Linked DNA regions of Mus musculus: all the other regions are linked to region 3. A link is a contact called in public HiChIP or PLAC-seq data. All regions are on one chromosome and are shown on one strand. Each heading gives the region's core, a stretch centred on a gene start, on an enhancer-like site or on the middle of the called end of the contact. The rest is flanking DNA. Distances are from core to core; before and after follow the strand shown. Region 1 overlaps Mef2c (myocyte enhancer factor 2C). Region 2 overlaps Mef2c (myocyte enhancer factor 2C). Region 3 overlaps Gm33073 (a long non-coding RNA gene).

Region 1 (2,762 bases), core at 258-2,757, 470 kb after region 3:
GCCTTAAAAGATACAAAGAATAGTGGGAACCGGACTTGCTTAGTACACAATAGCAAATATAAATACAAAGAATATCCACATACAAACACAAACACAATTATACTGTGTATATAGAATGAAAAGATATGACAATAAAAGTATAGACATAATTTTACGTAGAAAAAAATTGTTTTATTCTGCTATAGAAAGTATTATCATAAAAAGTCATGCTTAGAGTTAAGGAGGTCAGGGCTTTCCATGATTGTAACTTCCAAGTTGGTTGACCCTCTTCAGATGGACACTTTCTCTCATCTCATGAAAAAGCTGAACAACTTTTCCAGGTGAATCAGTTCATAAGTAAATAAGCTAATAACTTTCCAAGTCCAGTGTGACGCTAAAAATCATACGTGTCATGAGGTGTTACCTTTCTGAACAAGTTTAATACAAAACATTTCAGATCTAGCTTCATGTTTGAATATCTTGGAGTTCTTAAAAACTATCAGTACCTGGAAACCAGCAACAACAATTCTGATTGATAAGTCAGCGATTGAAAAATCACTGATTGATAGACACTATTTTTAAAAGTGACCAAAGAAACTAAAATACAAAGCCAAAGTTAAGAACTATTCTTAATGTACTTCCAAAAATGCTAAAATGTTGAAGCATCTTTGAACGGTAAAGGGGTAAGTTGGGACAACAGTGTTATGTCCCTCTAACTGCAGAATTTGGAAGAAAATAAAATGACTTCTTAATTTATAACAGAATTACCTCTTCCATAGAATCTTCCCTTCCCAAGTTTATGAGACCAGCTGCCCCATTCTAGATTTTAAATTATTGGCATTTCTGAAGATGAAGTAACAGGGGAAGTGATGAACTTTATAAATAGACTGCCTAAAATATTTGCCATGAGGGGTCAAGATGTAGGCGAAGCTGGAAAAAGACTTTAGCTTGGGGATTAGCCAGAGGCCAACAGTTGTTAAATTCCCAAAACTTCCTTTAAAAAGAGACTAAGAATCCCTTTGAGAACATATTTTTTTTTCTCTTCATTGTATAGTAAGTGAAACCCAGAAAGGGAGAGGGGGGCTAAAAACACTGTACCTTTTTAGCCAAAATTAGGTCATGCCAACCACAGCAAATTGGAAGCTCTACTTAAATTGTAGCCTTGCAGGGTTGTTGTGGATCTTGTTGTCACGCACATGGTAAAACTGATGTCTCCAGATCGTGGGCTGCTGCTGGCTCTGCTGAGCAGGCCTGTTCTGCTGTCTGAATCTAACTGTCCAGCCTAGCTCTCCAGACTGTGACCCGAGGCCGTGTCTGGAAGGTATGCAGTAGACCACAGCTTTTGAAAAATACAAACAAACATCCTGTAATTTGGCAATTTCTAAAACAAAAAACAAAACAAAACAAAACAACAACAACAAAAAAAAACCACCACATTTCATTCTGCTTTATGCTGCTAGCATAACAAAATGGCAAAGGAACTAAGGACAGACAGTAGAGCACAGCAGTAGCAGGCAATGTTGCTGTTGGACAACTCTGGCAAAGACCTATTTTTATCCCCAAAGGAAAAGGAAGTAGAAACACGTACATAGCTCATTCCCTTATGCCCTGCCTATCTGATGGGATGGGACGGTAGAGAGAAGACATTCAGGAGGCGCTCCATTCATCCAACAAGTACTTCAAAGCATGGGAATGTCGGACCCACTGTAAAATGCAAGGTTTCTTCCGTTTTGTAAAAGGAACCCTTATTTCCTACTTACAGAACACAACATTTCCCTGGTATTTTAAAGTCATCATTATAGTGTTGCTTTGGCCATAATTGAAAACTATATTTCCATTATATTCAGGAAATTCACAATTTTTTTTCTATTTGCAGAAGATTTTTAACAAAATTCTAAGATCTATATGGTTTATAAAACTGTATCATAGCATCGCCTCACAGAATTTTTGTTGTTGTTGATTTTTGGTTTGGGGTTTTTTTTTTAATTTTACTTATTTATTTTCGGACTTATTGCTAAAGGAGCAACCTTTGTATCTGAAAACCCATATCTGTGGTGTGTCAACAAAAGAGGTTTCCTGTCTGAGGACCAATTACCAATTTATATGATTGATTGTCAGTGAAGTTTCCATTGCTGGCTTTTCATAGAATAAAGTTTCCATTGTTATGTAACCTTCCACCTGCTGTTCGCTGAGCTGAGGGATTGGGCGGGAGATTGAAGAAGTAAGCTACAGCTTGTCAGTAGAGAACACTGAAGTCACAGTTATTTAGAGTGGTAGTGAAATGTGTAAATAACACTATCCTCTGGTCTCCTTATATGCCAGTTCTATATTCTTGAAAATCAGAAATTAAAAGCCAGGTTTGTACTGTGTGAGGATTCTGGAAACCCAGCCTTACATATTCAAGACAGGTCTGAGGACTATTTGAGTATATCTTGTGCTGTCATTTTTGGTGTCCCTAGTATGGCTCATAGACTATATTGTGTCACTTTGTGCCCAGTAATACCAGCACAGCTCAAATGACAAATATATCGTATCTAAAAGTATATTACAATTAAGGTAGGAAATACAAAATTTATTTTCCTTGGGGACAGTTTATTTATTTATTATTATCTTTATTCACTTTACCTCCCAATCACAGCCACCTCCTCCTTTTCCTCCTCCTCCTCCTAGTCTCACCCTTACAAATCCCCCATCACTGCCCCTCCCCTTCCCCTCACAGAAGGGAAATCACCTGGGGTACCATCACACCCTGGGACATCTAGTCCTAGAAGGACTAGGCATAT
Region 2 (2,700 bases), core at 76-2,575, 500 kb after region 3:
GATTCTATTTTATAGTTAGAGGTTATTTATTTATTAAATCAACAAGTATTATTTGACTGTACCCTGCCCAAAAGAAAATCCTTCCTAGTGAATAGCAGTCTCATTCATGGATGAGCGAAGTGTTCTGTAAACCACCAGGTAGCAAATACTGTTTGCATTGTGGTGTCTGACTCAGCTGTGGAGCTCTTCATAGGTGCTCTGGATGCAGCCAGAGACAGTAGATATGTATCTATATTCAGTAAGAAAGCTTTACTGACAAAACAAATATGCATTACAATTGTCTAGTGGACCACAATTTATAGACTTCTGGTGGACTGAAATAGACAAGAACTATGGAAATACAGAACAAAAATGTCATTTATGGCCTGAGAATGAAACTATCAAAGCACTATGAAAGAACAGCCAGGGGGTGCTGTATTTACCACTCAAGCTTGGAGAATGACCTCGCCAAGCAGGTAAAAATATGGGAACCACAGCATTCTAGAGGAAACAGAGTTTCCAAGGCTTGAGATAGAAAAAAGCTTGGCTGAAGATTCAGAACACACTTAAGATTTGAGCCTGGTGTGTGGCTTTAGAGTTATAAAAGACTCCACATCGTGTTGAACAACATCCTAAAACGCTTAGAGAGTCTGCTTCACTTAAGAGTAACTGGTCAAGATCTTACAGCAAAGGGTAAAAAAATGCCAAAGATCTAGTCTAGTCTCAAATTACTCCTTTTCAAAACAAAAACATGCTTCTTTCAATGATGATATGCTGCACCTAGCATAATTTAATGGCTAAAAGACCTAGAATTTACTTCATCTCCTTTTCCAGTCGTTTCCTATTGGAACCCATAAGAGATAGATAAGAGTTCACTTTTTAGAGATATATAAACCTATTTATAGTTCCAGCTCTATATGTTACCTTGGCTTAATACATACTGTAGTACATTACACTACACTAAAACAGTATAACTCTTCAGCAACTTATTTAACCTCTCTGAACCTCATTGGTAGAGTGAAGATTAAAAATAGTCACACACACACACACACACACACACACACACACACACACACACACATGCCCATTACAGTGCTAAGATATGAAGCCATGTATATGAAGTGCCCAGGATGTAAGTGCTCAGTGAATGCCCAGATCAGCTTCTCCAGTTGCAAACCACACTCTTGGAGCCATTGTATCTTATAGTCACTGTGATTTCTAGCAAAAGTTGTTGGCCTTTCACTTTGAGGAGTTCTACCATAAAAGAATGTCAGGAGGGGGTGGCACAGAGTAGAGCAGGAACACAAAGAAGCTCCCTTGCTGAGAATCATCATCCAGAACAGTGCTGCTGCAGAAAGGGTGGCCTGTGGGCAGGGAAGGAAGAGCACACACGAGACATGAGCAATGCACGCCTTGCGACAGGGAGGTTGGAAAGAGAGTCCTAGGTCCTGTGCATGTGGGATTGTTTTCAAATGTATGTTACTGACCAAATTATTTTTAAAATACTTTTCATCATTTTATCACTTCTACCTCCAAGCTTATGGTAACTAATATTTCAATCTCCAGTCTCTCCATCTTCTTGTTTCCTTGTTTATCCTTGACCCTTAAGGATTAGGCAATCATAGAGTCTTGGCCTTTTTCATGTTTTACACATTCTTTAGTTAGTGCTTGAAACAATTGGACTTTTAATTGGTTTATTATATGTTTCAATTTTATAAACAAGATATAATTAGAAGCCTGTTCGATCAGGAAGATATATATATATGTATATATATTCAGAATGCTAAGTAATCCTAAACCTATTCGCTCAGATGTTTGTACTGAATTTTTCATCTTCCCTACTTTGAAACAGCTAAGATAATTAAATTCCAATATATTCATCAACTTGATACAAAACAACATCTAAATAAATGAATAACTACAAGAAGGACGTATTTGCAGGTAGTACACTTAGGATCTAGGACCTAAAACAGCACATACACTTTCTATACCTACACCTACACCTGCATCTACACCTACACTTGTACCTACACCTAAGCCTACACCTAGACCTACACCTGCACCTATACATATATATGCCTGTAGCATTCCTTTGTTCCTTCAGATCTGGCTATTTGTTTTTTGCCCACAAAGAAAATTCTACATAATTATCAATGTGATAACTTGAACACAAATTAAAGACAATCAGTAACATTCCCCTTTTAGTCAAGAGAATCCTCTTACAAATTAAAATAATTCAGAGTTCATAGCAATTAAATTTTCTAGCATTCCTTCCTCTTGGGTTTCTAGATGTTTCTTCGCATGTAACAACTAAGGGGAGGTCTGCAGAAGTGTGTTCACTATAGATGTCATCTCTAATAGTTTGTATACCCTGAGGCTTTATCAGCTAAATCTGATTATTTTGTGCTGAACTAAAGAATAAAAAAAATTACAATTCCCTCAGATGACTCAAAAAAAGCTTCCTTTTACCTATATTCAGTTCTTTACATTTTAGCTCAAGTTACACAGGTATTTTCAGTGCAACTTCCCTTCAAGATAGTATCCAGAATTTGAACACATAAAAAAGGGCCGGTCACAATTCTAAATTTGGAGATAATATCTAATTACTTAAATAAAGTTTGATGAAGTTGTGACCAATTCAGTCTTCAAATGTAGAAGACTAGATATTTGAGAAATGCAAATTAGTTGCTTTGACAAAATAAGCTCTTGGTGAGTTCTGTC
Region 3 (2,700 bases), core at 94-2,593:
TTCATGTCATTTATTCTAATACTTTGATCTCATAGTATTAGAAAAATGAGGCACAGACAATTTGAATGAGTTTCCCAATTATATAAGAATGTGGTGACAATGCGATATCAGAATATGGTTATGCATCCTTTTCTCTGTTCATTTATCTCTTGTTTTCTTTTGTGGTATTTTCCCATGGAAGAAGTGTAAGAGGATTTGTCATCTCTCATAACTAAACCTTGGTGGTCTGACTCACCCTAATGGCTGTTTTATTTATCTGATTGCTGCTTTCTTTACCCAGTTATTCGAACATAAAGCTTGTTGAAAGAAAAGGAAGGACTCAGTAACGACCTTCTAAATTATGTGGCTTGAAATGAGGTAGGAGTTCACTAATAACAATTTAAATAAAATTCTCTTGATAGATTTTCAAATCAACACTGAAACAAATAATTAATTGGACCTATACAGGACATTCATGCTTACTTGTAAACATTTGCTATTCAAGAGGCAATAATTTAACTTGGAGTAATAAATATATTTTAGAAAAATCTGATTTCTTGTGACTTTAGCAGCCTTAATTTCCCATGGTTTTGTGTATTTCGAATATCCCAGAGTTTAATGAGATCATTCACAGGCTTATTTACTTGCACTTCTGCCTTTCCTTGAGGCGTTTCTAAATGCCCAAATCTATTAATAAGGATGAATAAATAGACACAAATGAGCTTATTTTCAGTCATTTACAATTTAGTCTACTATGGGCTAATCCTGGGTCCCCTATTCACCAACCCCAAACACAAGCCTTCAATTGTACAGGGGAAAGAGGAGGCATCTGGAGTTGACTTCAGTCGAAATATGAATTTAGACATTGAGAGCCATCATCTCCTTGAGAAAACTATCAGGTAAAATGCACTCATTTTCAGCCAAGCTAAATGCTTACGTCCAAGGATTGCACAACCCTGTTAAAGTCAGTAAGTGTCAAAGTCTTGAGCTGTGGACTAGACAACATTGCCCAATAACCACAATTAGGGTTTCCAGGGTCTGCTGTTCCTCTTTTGCAAATCTGAATCCTGCTTCCTATGCTATCTCTCATATGCATTATTCATGCAGATGTTGAAATAGTGACAATTGATGAGGAGAGCTCAGTAGTTTTGTGTGGCACTGAAATCACTGTGCAAACACTATCAGAAATGCATGCTCCAGAAAAATCATCTCATACCCACACTTTAAATGCACTTACTTTGGTGTGTTTTATAATTATACAGAAGAGTATTTTAATTAAGCTTTTGGTTTGTCCACGGCATGAAAGCTATCTTTTTCACCCTCAGTTTCAAGTTCCTTCACTGCCTAACCCTGATTTTACTTTCTTTTTCCTCCACTATCACATCTGCCACTTTTCAGTCAAGCCTGCACTTCTTGTTGCCTTGTGTCTGAGTCCCGCTCACCATTCTCGCTTATGCTTAAGTCTCTCACCCGGAATGTTCTGTCACCTCTCAAGGTATTGAACTTCACTGCCATTGATATTTATGATTAGTTATTTCTAATATCTTCATAAGCTATAGAAGGCAGCAATGCCTTAGGTGCCCAGTACCTGCTCTTACATCTGTGCCTTCCTGAGAAGGCCTACTTCTCCTTGACTTTATTGAAACTGATCTGCACACAGCTAAATGACCACATGAATTATATCTATCTAATCCAGTTTCTGTTTTGCAAATCTTATAAGTAAATTAATAAAAAGTTAGAACTTTTGTTAAAAACATTTAAAAATTTTAAAGATTTTATTATCAGATGGTTAATTAAACCTTTTTCAAGAACAGCAGATATGTCTTTCCTTTGGATAACAAGATTTGGGTCTTTTATCTCAAGTATTGTATACACATCTTGCATCATTCCGTGAATAAAACAAAAGTGGTCTACATATAACCCAAAATCTATGAGCAAAGCAAAATAATCTCCATGTATTTCCTTAAGGTTTAACAACATGAATCTCCAGCTTCCAGAGAAATTGGCTAGTTGACTTACTCATTTATTGCTTATGCCAACTCCCTGGAAATGTCTAAAAAAAGAATTTTAACAGAAGGTTAGTACAGTTTAGAAGGAATTCTAACATTTTCATCCATCCCTTCTATGCAGACCACACTTGTGTCCTGTGTAATCCTTTCCCCTCTTCACAACAGCTGTGACACCTCTTAGCGCCCATTCGTCTAATGCTATTCACAACTAATACTTCCCTTTTAGAGAAGTTTCCTCTTAGAGAAGCACTAGAGGGGGCCCGAGTGCAAATCAACGTGGGGTGCTACCTCAGCCTACCCATCAGCTACCCCCTCCGCACTTGTCAAATCCAACACTCAATCAGACCATCAACCAACCTAAAAGCATAAGCTACTCTATGCAACTGGTTCTAGTTGACACTTTCAGAAAATACAAAGAAATATGTCACGGAAAGAGGATGTACTGCTTTGATTACTCTCGAGCAATAGTCAGGAGTTCATGACATGTAGCAATTTGTAATTTTGCTGAGGCATGAAATTGAATTACATCTGGTGAGCAACCAGTTTTTTGCAAGAATCTCTTAGCTGGAGTGTGCCTAGATGACTGGTCCGCATATCTTCTCACAGTGGTTTATATATTCTTTGCTTGTGGTCAAGTTACTTCATAGTTATTCTCATGACATGTTAAAAAGCTACTTTCTTTGTAAGGAAAAAAATCTCTACAAATGAAGTT

Evidence for each region. HiChIP or PLAC-seq counts read pairs in DNA pulled down with a chosen protein or histone mark.
Region 1: an H3K27ac HiChIP or PLAC-seq map of microglia shows a contact between it and region 3, with 5 times the contacts expected there. The contact joins two enhancer-like sites. A contact is called at or near these places in 5 of 484 Hi-C or Micro-C datasets (B cells, germinal center B cells, granulosa cells and 1 more) and 2 of 115 datasets of contacts at active chromatin or transcription factors (bone marrow-derived macrophages and microglia).
Region 2: an H3K27ac HiChIP or PLAC-seq map of microglia shows a contact between it and region 3, with 5 times the contacts expected there. The contact joins two enhancer-like sites. A contact is called at or near these places in 4 of 484 Hi-C or Micro-C datasets (B cells, CD4 T cells, bone marrow-derived macrophages and 1 more), 6 of 115 datasets of contacts at active chromatin or transcription factors (the 230-238 cell line, acute myeloid leukemia, bone marrow-derived macrophages and 3 more) and 3 of 9 other capture datasets (bone marrow-derived macrophages, liver and macrophages).

The regions. Positions count from the first base shown.
Region 1 is chr13:83,543,749-83,546,510 of GRCm38.p6, forward strand. The region is part of intron 1 of Mef2c (myocyte enhancer factor 2C); the gene reads left to right. Among named protein-coding and RNA genes, the nearest start is that of Mef2c, 20 kb to the left of the region's middle. Within about 2 kb of position 1,508, at least 9 of the 459 cell types and tissues checked have an H3K27ac peak or open chromatin away from gene starts, as enhancers often do. A contact at or near this core is called in microglia, where this site is marked.
Region 2 is chr13:83,578,341-83,581,040 of GRCm38.p6, forward strand. All of the region lies in intron 2 of Mef2c (myocyte enhancer factor 2C), which reads left to right. Among named protein-coding and RNA genes, the nearest start is that of Gm52043, 46 kb to the right of the region's middle. Within about 2 kb of position 1,326, at least 7 of the 459 cell types and tissues checked have an H3K27ac peak or open chromatin away from gene starts, as enhancers often do. A contact at or near this core is called in microglia, where this site is marked.
Region 3 is chr13:83,073,413-83,076,112 of GRCm38.p6, forward strand. The region is part of intron 2 of Gm33073 (a long non-coding RNA gene); the gene reads right to left. Among named protein-coding and RNA genes, the nearest start is that of Gm33073, 46 kb to the right of the region's middle. Within about 2 kb of position 1,344, at least 50 of the 459 cell types and tissues checked have an H3K27ac peak or open chromatin away from gene starts, as enhancers often do. A contact at or near this core is called in microglia, where this site is marked.